Regions from separate parts of the Oryctolagus cuniculus genome. Here region 1 is linked to region 2. The links are chromatin contacts, called in public Hi-C maps. All regions are on one chromosome and are shown on one strand. The core of a region is the stretch at or near the end of the contact, and the rest is flanking DNA. Distances in the headings are between cores, read along the strand shown.

Region 1 (5,016 bases), core at 855-3,354, 490 kb after region 2:
CTGGCCTGAAGTGCTGGCATCCCATATGGTTGCCTGTTCCAGTCCTGGCTGCTCCTCTTCTGATCCAGCTCTCTGCTAAGGCCTGGGAAAGCAGTAGAAGATGGCCCAAGTCCTTGCACCCCTCAACCACATGGGAGACTGGGAAGAAGCTCCTGGTTTTAGCCTGGCCTCACCCTGCCTATTTTGGCCATTTGGGGAGTGAACCAGTAGGTGGAAGATTCATTCTCATTCTCTCTCTCTCTCTCTCTCTCTCTCTCTCCCTCTCTCTCTCTCTTCTTCTGTCTCTGTAACTCTGACTTCCAAATAAATAAAAAAATCTTTAAAAATCTTCAGCTACTACCTATTTTGTTTTATGTCAGACAGTGAATTTATTTATCACACAGTTTAACTGCTTTACATCCATTACTTAATTCTCATAGTCACTTTATGCGTTAAGTGCTGTATCCCATTTTAGAGATTAGGAAACCTCTGGTTAAGGAATTTAACACGCTGCTATAGCTGTATGATAGAACCAGGATTGTAGTGAAATGAACCTGACCTTTAAAACACCTCTGGTGTGTTTTTGTGTCTCTGTACTTCTGTTATTCTTTCTATTCTGCTTGAAAGGGCTTCTTTTCTGTCCGCTATTCTGCCTACCAGAACACAAAGCTGCTTTCTGATGCGTGGATCAAATAGCACTGTCACCACTAACCTTTCCCGAGCCCTCGGCAGGTGTACTGCCTTCCCTCTGCTGCTTCTCCCCTCGTTTTGATCCCTAGTCTACCCTGAGTGATGGTAATTTGTGTTCCTGTTTTGTATTCCTGACTAGATTGTAAGCTCTTTGAGGACTGATTCTCTGTTTTATTTCTTCTTCTTCTCTTTAAAGTGTGTTACCAGTTCAGATCAGTACTCAAAAATATTGAATAAACATTCCCTTCAGTGCCAGGAGAAATGGAGACAGTAAAACCCAGGCTCTGTAAAAAAAAAAAAAAAAAAAAAAAATGTTGTTGCTTGAGGGGATCCTACTGCCCCAGGAGGATGTATCTGGATTGTTACAGAACCTGGGCCGAAAGGGCTTGCAGTAAACAAGTCTGTTACCCTGCCCAGAGATTAATGCTTTCTTCCCAACTGTTTCCATAATTCTCAACCTTATGCATCAAATAATGCTTTTGGTGGTATTTATTTCTAGACAATAATTTATCTCCGAGAGAATCAAGTAGATGATTTAATCAAACTTTTTTTTTTTTGCCCCCCTTTTTTTTGCTGTGTATTTTAATTCGAATACGTCAGTAGGTCCATTTGATTCATTTAATTTTACTATTAAACTTCAACTGAGACTGCAGAGCTTTTATGGACAGAAATGACATCTTGGCTTAATTCCATTGAGAAGCTTGCTCTGCGCCAGATTTTATTTTGCTCAGCTATCAATGAGGCTGTTGTGGAAATGTGGGTTTTCTTTGCTGTGAGAATTTTTTTGTACAAAGAGACCTGCTTTTCAGAAAGAACATTGAGAACCCAGAGCCCATGAGGAAGGGTTATTAAAGTTAATGAACCAGGGTAACCTTATCCAGAGGGTGCCCAGAAACACTATAAAACAAAAGGTCAATTGCTATTGCTGTTTTAGTTATATACTGTCTCTCTCCAGGCGTCGGAATCTAAGTGTTAATTGCCTTTATAGTGAGGCCTTGGCAGATAATTTTTAAGCCAGATGAAAATTCTTTAATTTCTTTTTCTATAAAATTGTCAATGTCTGGATGTAACGTTGTACCATTTGGGAAACAGAATATTGCTTCACTAATGATAATGCGTTGTTCTGTAATTGTGAGATGTGACAACTTTTTAGTAGTTTAAAATAATTGCTGCTATTTCACATTTGTTCGGGTTCAAAAATGTTCTGAGTACTGAATTAGGCATGGAATCAGATAGAACAATACTGTTTTTATTGCATCTGTGATACTTGTTACAGATAGATGGTGTATTTTGTGCATGTTAAGGTGGGAATGTTGGCCATGTTTGACAGCCTTGAGAATGTTTTCAGGTATTTTGTATTTGAAGAAGCTCAAACAGTGAGAAAACTAAGACTCCAGGAGGTTACATGGTGTGTGTTTGCTCAGCCAGTTAGCACTAGACCTCAGTGCTATTCCAGTGGGCTTCCCTTACCCAGAGCGCAGAAGCGCGTTGTGACTCCCCCAGATTGTTGGGGCAGAGAACGAGTGTTTCATTTAGAAAATTCACTTAGAGTTTGAGATTATCTGAAAATATGACAAAAATCTCTGAGAAGACAGCCCAACTGTGAAAGGCAAGAAGTTCCTTAAATGCGTCACAGTACTTCCAAGTGCACTTGAATCGTAGCCTTTCATGATACGGGATTAGATGATGGTCATAACATATTAGGCCTAGATCATGCCATTTAGAGAGTAGATGGCTTTGTAAGTTTTCCTGTATTGTTAACTTAAAAAAAAAAAATAGCTGAGCTTACGTAACCAATAGGCCTAAGACATTTGGCAAAGGAGAAAAATGCTTGAAGGAGAGGGAGGCACTGCAGTTGTGTGAAGAAGGATCTATGAGGTAAAATGTTAGTGTAAATACTCATTATTCACAGAGACAGAAATCAGTTTTGTCACAGTGATAAAGAGAATTCATAACTGTAATAGGTATTTTAGAGTCAAAAATAACTAAATTCTTGATACCTGCAATTACATAGAGGTTACTTTTTGAGGAGTACCACAATATATTTAGAAAAATTTCACCACCTTTATTGGAAATAGCAAAGTTAAACATCACTTGATTCTGAAAATATCTAACTTTAACCTACAGTTATTTTTTTGTTTAAAGGTTTATTTTATTTAAAAGGCAGAATTACAGAGAAAGAGAGAGTCTTCCATCTGCTGGTTCACTCCCCAGTTGGCTGCAAGGGCCAGAGCTGCCTGGAGCCAGGGGCCAGGAGATTCTTCCTTGTCTCGCACATGGGTGCAGGTCCCAAGCACTTGGGCCATCTCTACTGCTTTCCCAGGCCATAGCAGAGAGCTGGATCGGAAGTGGAGCAGTCGGGACTCAAACCGGCGCCCATATGGGATGCCAGCACTGCAGGCGGCAGCTTTACCTGCTGCACAACAGCTCTAGCCCCTATAGCTACTTTTAAATATTGTTTTCAGTATTGCAACAGAGAAAAAACCACCTTTAATGTAACAGTTTTTCAAAAACAGCTAGATGTCTGTATGTTATCCTCTTAGGCTATGTATTCCTCTGGGGTTTCTCTTTATTACATTCTGAGTAAAAAGATTACCTAGGTCTCTGGTAGTAAAATATAGATTGTTAAGAAGCTAAAAATGTAAACTTTTCATGTTTTAACACAAATTCCTTAACTGGCTTAACATCAGATTCACTTGAGATGTTTAAAAAATACAAACTGAAGACCTTGGAATTAGAATCTTGGGAAGCACTTCCTCATTATCCATAGTTTTGTAGATTGCTCCAAACAGTGATTCTGCAGCAACATTTCTGTTTTCTCATGTATAGGAAATACTGGCAAGTTACCAGTTTAAAAACTTCATTTTAAAATTTATTTAGATGTACTTTCCCAAATGATTGTGGAAACAATTGGCAATGTCTGGTTGCCATTGCTTAGTTTCTCCTAAATTTTATTTTTTACACTTATTTTTCTGACTTCCACAGAAACTGTGTATTTGTTTGGTGGCTGGGATGGCACACAAGATCTGGCCGACTTCTGGGCATACAGTGTGAAGGAGAACCAGTGGACATGTATCTCCCGGGACACTGAGAAAGAGGCAAGTTCGTGGGCACGTTAGTCCACTGTTACACCAGGGCACGGGTGTGCACTACTCTTTGTGTGATTGTATTCTTCTCTAATGTCTGTCTGTAGCGGTATCAACACAACTTGTGGTCAGCAAGTTTGGTGTAAGTACTCTTGGATTTCAGCTTCTGTACCTAATTTTTTTTTAACTACTAGAATACAAGCAAATCTAATAGAGATAAGTAGAAATGGCTATTTTTATATCATTTACTTTTTAAGCTGCTTTAGCCCAGAAATAGAACCCTATATCTTTCTTTTTTCGCATCCTTGTCACCTCTATTATTTTTATTTCCTTTGGAAAAAAATACTTCTGATGTTCTGACCTCTCACTGTCCTCATTATTTTGGCAATTTTCATAAATGATATTTTTAATATAAACTGTGTATTTGTATGCTTACTTCATGGTGAGTAAGATGGTTTAGGCTTACGGGTTTGAATTAAACATGTGCATAATTATATGCTAAGATAAAGTATTCTTTTTTCAATTCTTTGTAGAACTTTTTTTTTTAAGATTTATTTATTTACTTGAAAGAGTTACACAGAGAGATGGAGACGCAGAGAGAGAGAGAGATAGAGAGAGGTCTTCCATCCGCTGGTTCACTCCCCAGGTAGCCACAACGACTGGAGCTGTGCCAGTCCGAAGCCAGGAGCCAGGAGCTTCTCCGGGTGCAGGGGCCCAAGGACTTTGGTCATCCTCTACTGCTTTCCCAGGCCACAGCAGAGAGCTGGATCAGAAGTGGAGCAGCCGGGACACAAACTGGCGTCTATGGGATGCCAGCGCTGCAGCTGGCAGCTTTACCCACTGAGCCACAGTGCCGGCCCCTGTAGAACTTTTTTTTAACTGTATCTTCCTTCTAAGCTCATTTAGATTATAAAGTGAAAAATAAGCTATACCAAAACAGTAGAAGTCATGAATGAAAAGGAAGCTAAAAGATCTGATTTAAAACTCAATGAATTTGCTCTTGAAAGTCCACCTCAGAAGAACTGATGCTGTGTCTGTAATCCTAGGAATCTGGTTCTCCTGCACGTAATTATTTGGCTACTTTTTTTCAAAGATAACTTGAAATTCTGATTTCTTTTCTTAACACTGGCAAAAGTATGTAAAAATGACTATCCCTTTTCAGTATTAAAGTAGTTTTCTGAAATTATTATTCTCAATAAAAACATCTAAAAAATATGTGTTTTATACCTCCTAAACTATTTTAAATCTAAACTGATTATAT
Region 2 (5,097 bases), core at 631-3,130:
AGCACTCTTTGCGTTTCATTTTCCCAGCTTACTGTGTGTGATCTTCTGCTGGGAACATTTTACCCACGGCTTAACATTTGGAACATGGCTAGACAACAATTTTTTTAAAGTACATAAAACATCATGAAGCAAGAAGAAAAACAAAAGCCCCAAGGGAGATTTTAGCTGAACTAGCGACCTCCACCAGCCTCATGTCTTTCTGGCACTGAGAAGGACAATTCCCAGGGAGGCAGCACACAGCCACGGACAGACATGGACACGGCCATGGCCAAGGCCCTGGCCCCAGAGAGCAAGCGCAGAAAAGGACATCTGGACACTAGGGTGGCCCGGACATGGACTAATTCTCTCTTCAGTAACTCTTTTTTAAAATAGATTTCTCGGGGCCAGTATTGTGGCACAGCAGATAAAGCCACCGCCTGCGACATCGGCATCCCATATGGGCACAGGTTTGAGTCCCGGCAGCTCTACTTCCGATCCAGTTCCCTGCTAATGCACCTGGAAAAGCAGTGGAGGGTGGCCCAAGTGCTTCAGCCCCTGCCACCCAGGTGGGAGACCAAGAAGAAGCTCCTGGCTCCTGGCTTCTGATTGGATCAGCTCTGGCCATTGTGGCCATCTGGGGAGTGAACCACTAGTTGGAAGATTGCTCTCTCTCTCTCTCTCTCTCTCCCTCTCTGTAATTCTGCCTTCAAAAGTAAGATCTTCTTCTCTGTCACTCTGCCTTTCAAGTAAATTAAAAAATAAATCTTAAAAAAAAAATACAATCCATTTCCTACTTTGGAAATGAAGGGGTGGGTGAAGGACAGCATGGGGCAGGCTAAGCCACTGCTTGAAGTGCGTGGAACCCAGTATGAGGGTGACGAGGACCCAGTCCCACCTCCGCTCCGAACCCAGCTTCCTGCAATGGCACCCCTTCAACTCAAGTAGTTGGGCCCCTGCCACCTACACGGGGAGCCCGGATGGAATTCCTGGCTCCCAGTTTCTTCAACCTGGCCAAGCCCTGGCTATTGTGGGCCTCTGGGGAATGAACCAATGGATGGACAATCTCTCCATCTGTCTGTCTCTGTCACTCTTTCAAATGAATGAACTGGAAAAAAAAATGAAGACAATATAGGGCGATGAGGGAAATATTATTTTCCCCCCAAACCATGTTGAAAACACAAGATACCTTTCCTAATTGTTTCCATGGCTTGGGAGGAAGAGAAAGAATGGCACTTGTTGCTACTGGGACTAAACAACAGCTCCTCTTGGGAAACACCACGCTGCAGGGTGTGCAGCGGGCTCGGCCATCGCGTGGGACACCCACACCCTGTATCCCACAGCAGAGCGCGGGTTCCAGTCCCGGCTGCTCTGCTTCCCAGCCAGCAACCTGCCACTGCACCTGCGGAGCAGCAGAGGCTGGACCAAGTACTTAAGTCCCTGCCAGCCTGGCCGACACCCCCACCCTGCCCCCACTGTTTTGGGAGTGAACCAGAGGATGGAAGCTCTCTCTCCTTCACTCTGCCCTTCAAGTAATAATAAAAAAAATTTTTTTAAGAGATTCTTGCTGGAGATGCTTAACTTGATGGTATGACAAACTTGGTTTACATTAGGGGGTAGGCGGAAGGAAACCACATTTTGCAGTAATCATGCCAGTTAAAAACAACAAAGCAGCAAAGCGATAAATGACAGCTGTTTAAATGCTCCCTGGAATCGCTTCTCGGTCTTTTGGCTAAGATCGAGTGTAAATGCTCCCTGGAACACACAGGCTTCACGGGAGGGCTGTCTGGGCTGAGATCTGGTGCAAACCCCTGGTCTCTGGCTCGTTTTCTCCCCTTACACAAACCTTGGACGCTGCAGGCTCAGGTCGCTGTCCTCAAACATGCGCAGGCGGCGTGGTCGCCTGGGGCCCGTGTGCAGCGCCAGCATGTCCTCTTCTGGGGACGCCACCCGTGGACGGTCTCTGGGTGCTGGACGGTCAGAGGGGACCTCCTGCCGGCCGTGCGGGGTTCTGCCCCTCGGATCCCTTCCTGATGACCTGACGGACAGGAGGGCGGAGTGGCCACTCGTCTCCGTCTCCGTGCCCCTCGGGCTGGTTCGGCGGCTCTCCCGGTCCTTCCTGCCACTGCCGCCTCTCCTCTAACTCGGGAGAAGCCCTTTCAAGCGTCCTGAGCATCTTCTGCAAGTGACGCTCGCTCAGTGCCTGGACAGAACAGCATGTTCTTAGAACATTGCTCAATTCATTCTCCTGTGGTAAGGAGTCAAAGTTTGTTTTACTAAGGACTAGCGTGGTACAAGCTACTCCTCATCCAGGAAAAAAAAAAAAAAAAGAGGTCTACTTGAGTCTCCTCTTTGGACATTCAGATAGAAATATTCTTTTTGCTTCTGGCCCAGGAGCTAATAAATTCACAACCCGCCGACAAAGGAGCTTTAGGCAAACAAGCCACCTCTGGCAAACAACTGATTCGTTTCCTTTTGTCAAAGTGAGTTTTTTCTCCTCTCTGACCGAGACGGTTCCCTGAGCATTCCTCAAAGGCCAAGCTGCCTCTTCCAGCAGGGAAGGGGGCCAAGGACACGCGGGAGCCTCGCCCTGAGGATGGACGGGCCATGGTGGCGCGCTGGAGGGAGCCCTGGGCACGCCGCCCACGGGCCTGGCTGTGGCTGGCCGCTGCGCCCTGCTGTGACCCCTGGCCGGTGGAAGCTGGTGTGGCCCCCTTTGTTCGCGTTTGCAGCTTTTCCACTTTCTCTCCAACACTTCTACACCACGCCACGCAGTGCATGGCTGGCTCCTGCCCTGGCCCTCACCTGGGGGGCTGGAGTCGCGAGCTTGTGTGTGCGGAGAGCAGCCCTGCCAGGAAAGAAACATCCGGAACCGTTCAAAACCATCAAGAATGTTGGCGCAGACTTCAGAAAGGCAGGATAAACAAACCCGTGCCCGGCGGGGACTGGCTCACTGGCTGTCCCTGCTTTGTTAACTCATCGGGCCCTGCGAGCTCGGCCGAGACCTGGCGGCCACATCTGCACCCTGGACGCGGGTGGCAGGCTGTTTCCCTCGGCGTCCAGTGCTCACTCGCCTTTGCCATGGGCCCCGGCACCGGCTGTTCTGCGACCAGGCCGGGCTGGTTCTCTCACCGCACAGAGGTTACAAAGCCCAGAGTAACGCTGCCCCTTGAGCGCCCACTCCCTGGGACGGGCGCTAGCATCAGCTGGCCTCTCTCTCCCAGCTTCGATCAGGAGGGCCACATGGAGCAGGCTTGGGGTCTGGTTTCCAGGAGAAGCTGCCTGAGGGACACTCAGAAATCTGTCTGCCTGTAGAAATGGATTCAATACCCAGGCAAAGTGAACAGAAAAATAAAGGAGAAAAACCTCAAATTCCCGGTCACAGTTTATGGTGCATGTAGCAGCTAAACCATGGCGTTCAACGGACTCACTGGAAAGCCCTTAGCAGGCCAGGCTGGCCCTGGACACACACACACAGAGCTCAAGGGAACGGCTGCACAGAATTAACAGGGCGCACGATGTAGCAAATCCAAACCTTAAACCTGCTCAAGTGAAAAGAATTGCATCCCCAGAAAACGTCTCATTTTGAAAGCGCCTGGCGGTGACAACGCGGTTAAACCACACACACAACATCTGCATTCGGGCAGCAGACTGATTAACTGTCACCAGACTTTCTGTGGCCTCGTGAGAACTGAGGGAGCCAACAGTGTTTCCTCGGAGTTAGCATTCAGTTGTGAAAACGTAGAGAGCTTTTTGTTTTGTTGGTTTCTTCCCCGGCCCCGCCCCACCCCTTTGGAAAATCCAGATCAGCAAAAGGACTGGGTGGCCAGGCGTGCACTTCCCCTGTGTCGTGACAAGGGGTTTTCCTCCCCGGTCGGGAGAGAAAGTCCAGTTAATTCCCTTTCTAGGTGCTGGACAACACGCCTGACCCACGCAAAACCAGCCCCACAAAACTGCCCTTCGGAAGCATCGGGGCGTCGCCTCGCTTCTCTGGGAACGAACAGCAGAATCCATCAGAGTGCCTCTGGATTTGAAACGTACTGCTGCAACTCCAACCTCCTGGGCTCATTCCCGACAGCCTCTGCGGCTCCGCTCGCTCTCAGTGCCATGGGACTCGGCAAAGCCCTCGGCACGCGTGGGCTCATGCGGGGTCTTCAAACATCACTTAAAAAAAAAACTCCCTTTGCCTCCATTTGTAAAAGGCCGTGTAAATGGGTGATGTGCTGGGACAAAACCAGGCACCACGGGCCGTGACTGTCACCGAGGGTGAAGTGTTTCTGTGCCGGGCCTGAGCCCCCAGCCTCCCCACCTCCCTGCTCGCTCTGCGGCCCACGAAGAGCCTGCCAGCTGCAGAGGCGAGGTGAGGGGGTGCTCGCTGCTGCCCAGTCCGTTTGCCTGAGATGGCCTTGCCAGGGCGCTGTTCCCAGGGCGGTGAGTCAGCTCCGGAGGACCACCTGCTGCCTTCCAGGTCACCAGCAGTCACAGGGCAGAGGGACCCGCGGGCTCACACAGCAGCTCCCAGCCAGGGCAGGGCGGGGCCTTTCACCACAGGGAAGACCCAGCCGCAAGGTGCGGCCTGACACGGTGGGGGGGCTCTGCACCTGGCCCCTCGGCTTCCTGGGTCACCCCCACGAGCCACAAGGCCACGGGGGACAACCAAAGCCGACGCAGGGCCATAGAGGGGGAAGAGACGGCCCTAGAGAGCCCGAGACCCCACTTCCGTCAGGCAATAACAGCACCACTCCCCACCTGAGTGCGGCTGAGCCCAGCCCCGCTGGGTGCGTTCTTGGCCTCCACCTCGCCTATTCTGAAGGTTCTTCCCTCCGGGCTGCACCGAGCTACGCCACCCAGGATCCTGTTTCTCACCCCGACAACCCCCCAGGAGCCCGCTTGGGCATGTCACCCCCTCTGCGCCCCTAGGGGCGAGGCCCCCTCGCATACACCACCACCATGGTCCTCCAGCTGTTTAAGGCCCTGAGTCTCACTGCTATCTCATTCTTTGCTGTTCCCTGCGTCTTGCCCCCCTCTCCAAGAGAGGGCTGCCAATTCCTCTGGGGCTTCCGGGGGTGACTGGCAGGTTCAAGGCCATCCTCCTAATTGTGACTTGACGGCGTGCTTTTG

Evidence for each region. Hi-C and Micro-C count contacts between places; a contact is called where the count stands out from the background.
Region 1: a contact with region 2 is called in a Hi-C map of psoas muscle, with 4 times the contacts expected there. The contact joins two enhancer-like sites. A contact is called at or near these places in 2 of 6 Hi-C or Micro-C datasets (psoas muscle and an unstated tissue).

Annotation. Positions count from the first base shown.
Region 1 is chr3:167,444,002-167,449,017 of mOryCun1.1, forward strand. It overlaps MKLN1 (muskelin 1), which reads left to right. Exons shown (of 23, transcript XM_070071320.1): 14 at 3,655-3,767. Among named protein-coding and RNA genes, the nearest start is that of PODXL, 120 kb to the right of the region's middle. Within about 2 kb of position 2,105, at least 1 of the 8 cell types and tissues checked has an H3K27ac peak or open chromatin away from gene starts, as enhancers often do.
Region 2 is chr3:166,950,076-166,955,172 of mOryCun1.1, forward strand. No RefSeq gene overlaps it. Among named protein-coding and RNA genes, the nearest start is that of MIR29B-1, 9.7 kb to the left of the region's middle. Within about 2 kb of position 1,881, at least 1 of the 8 cell types and tissues checked has an H3K27ac peak or open chromatin away from gene starts, as enhancers often do.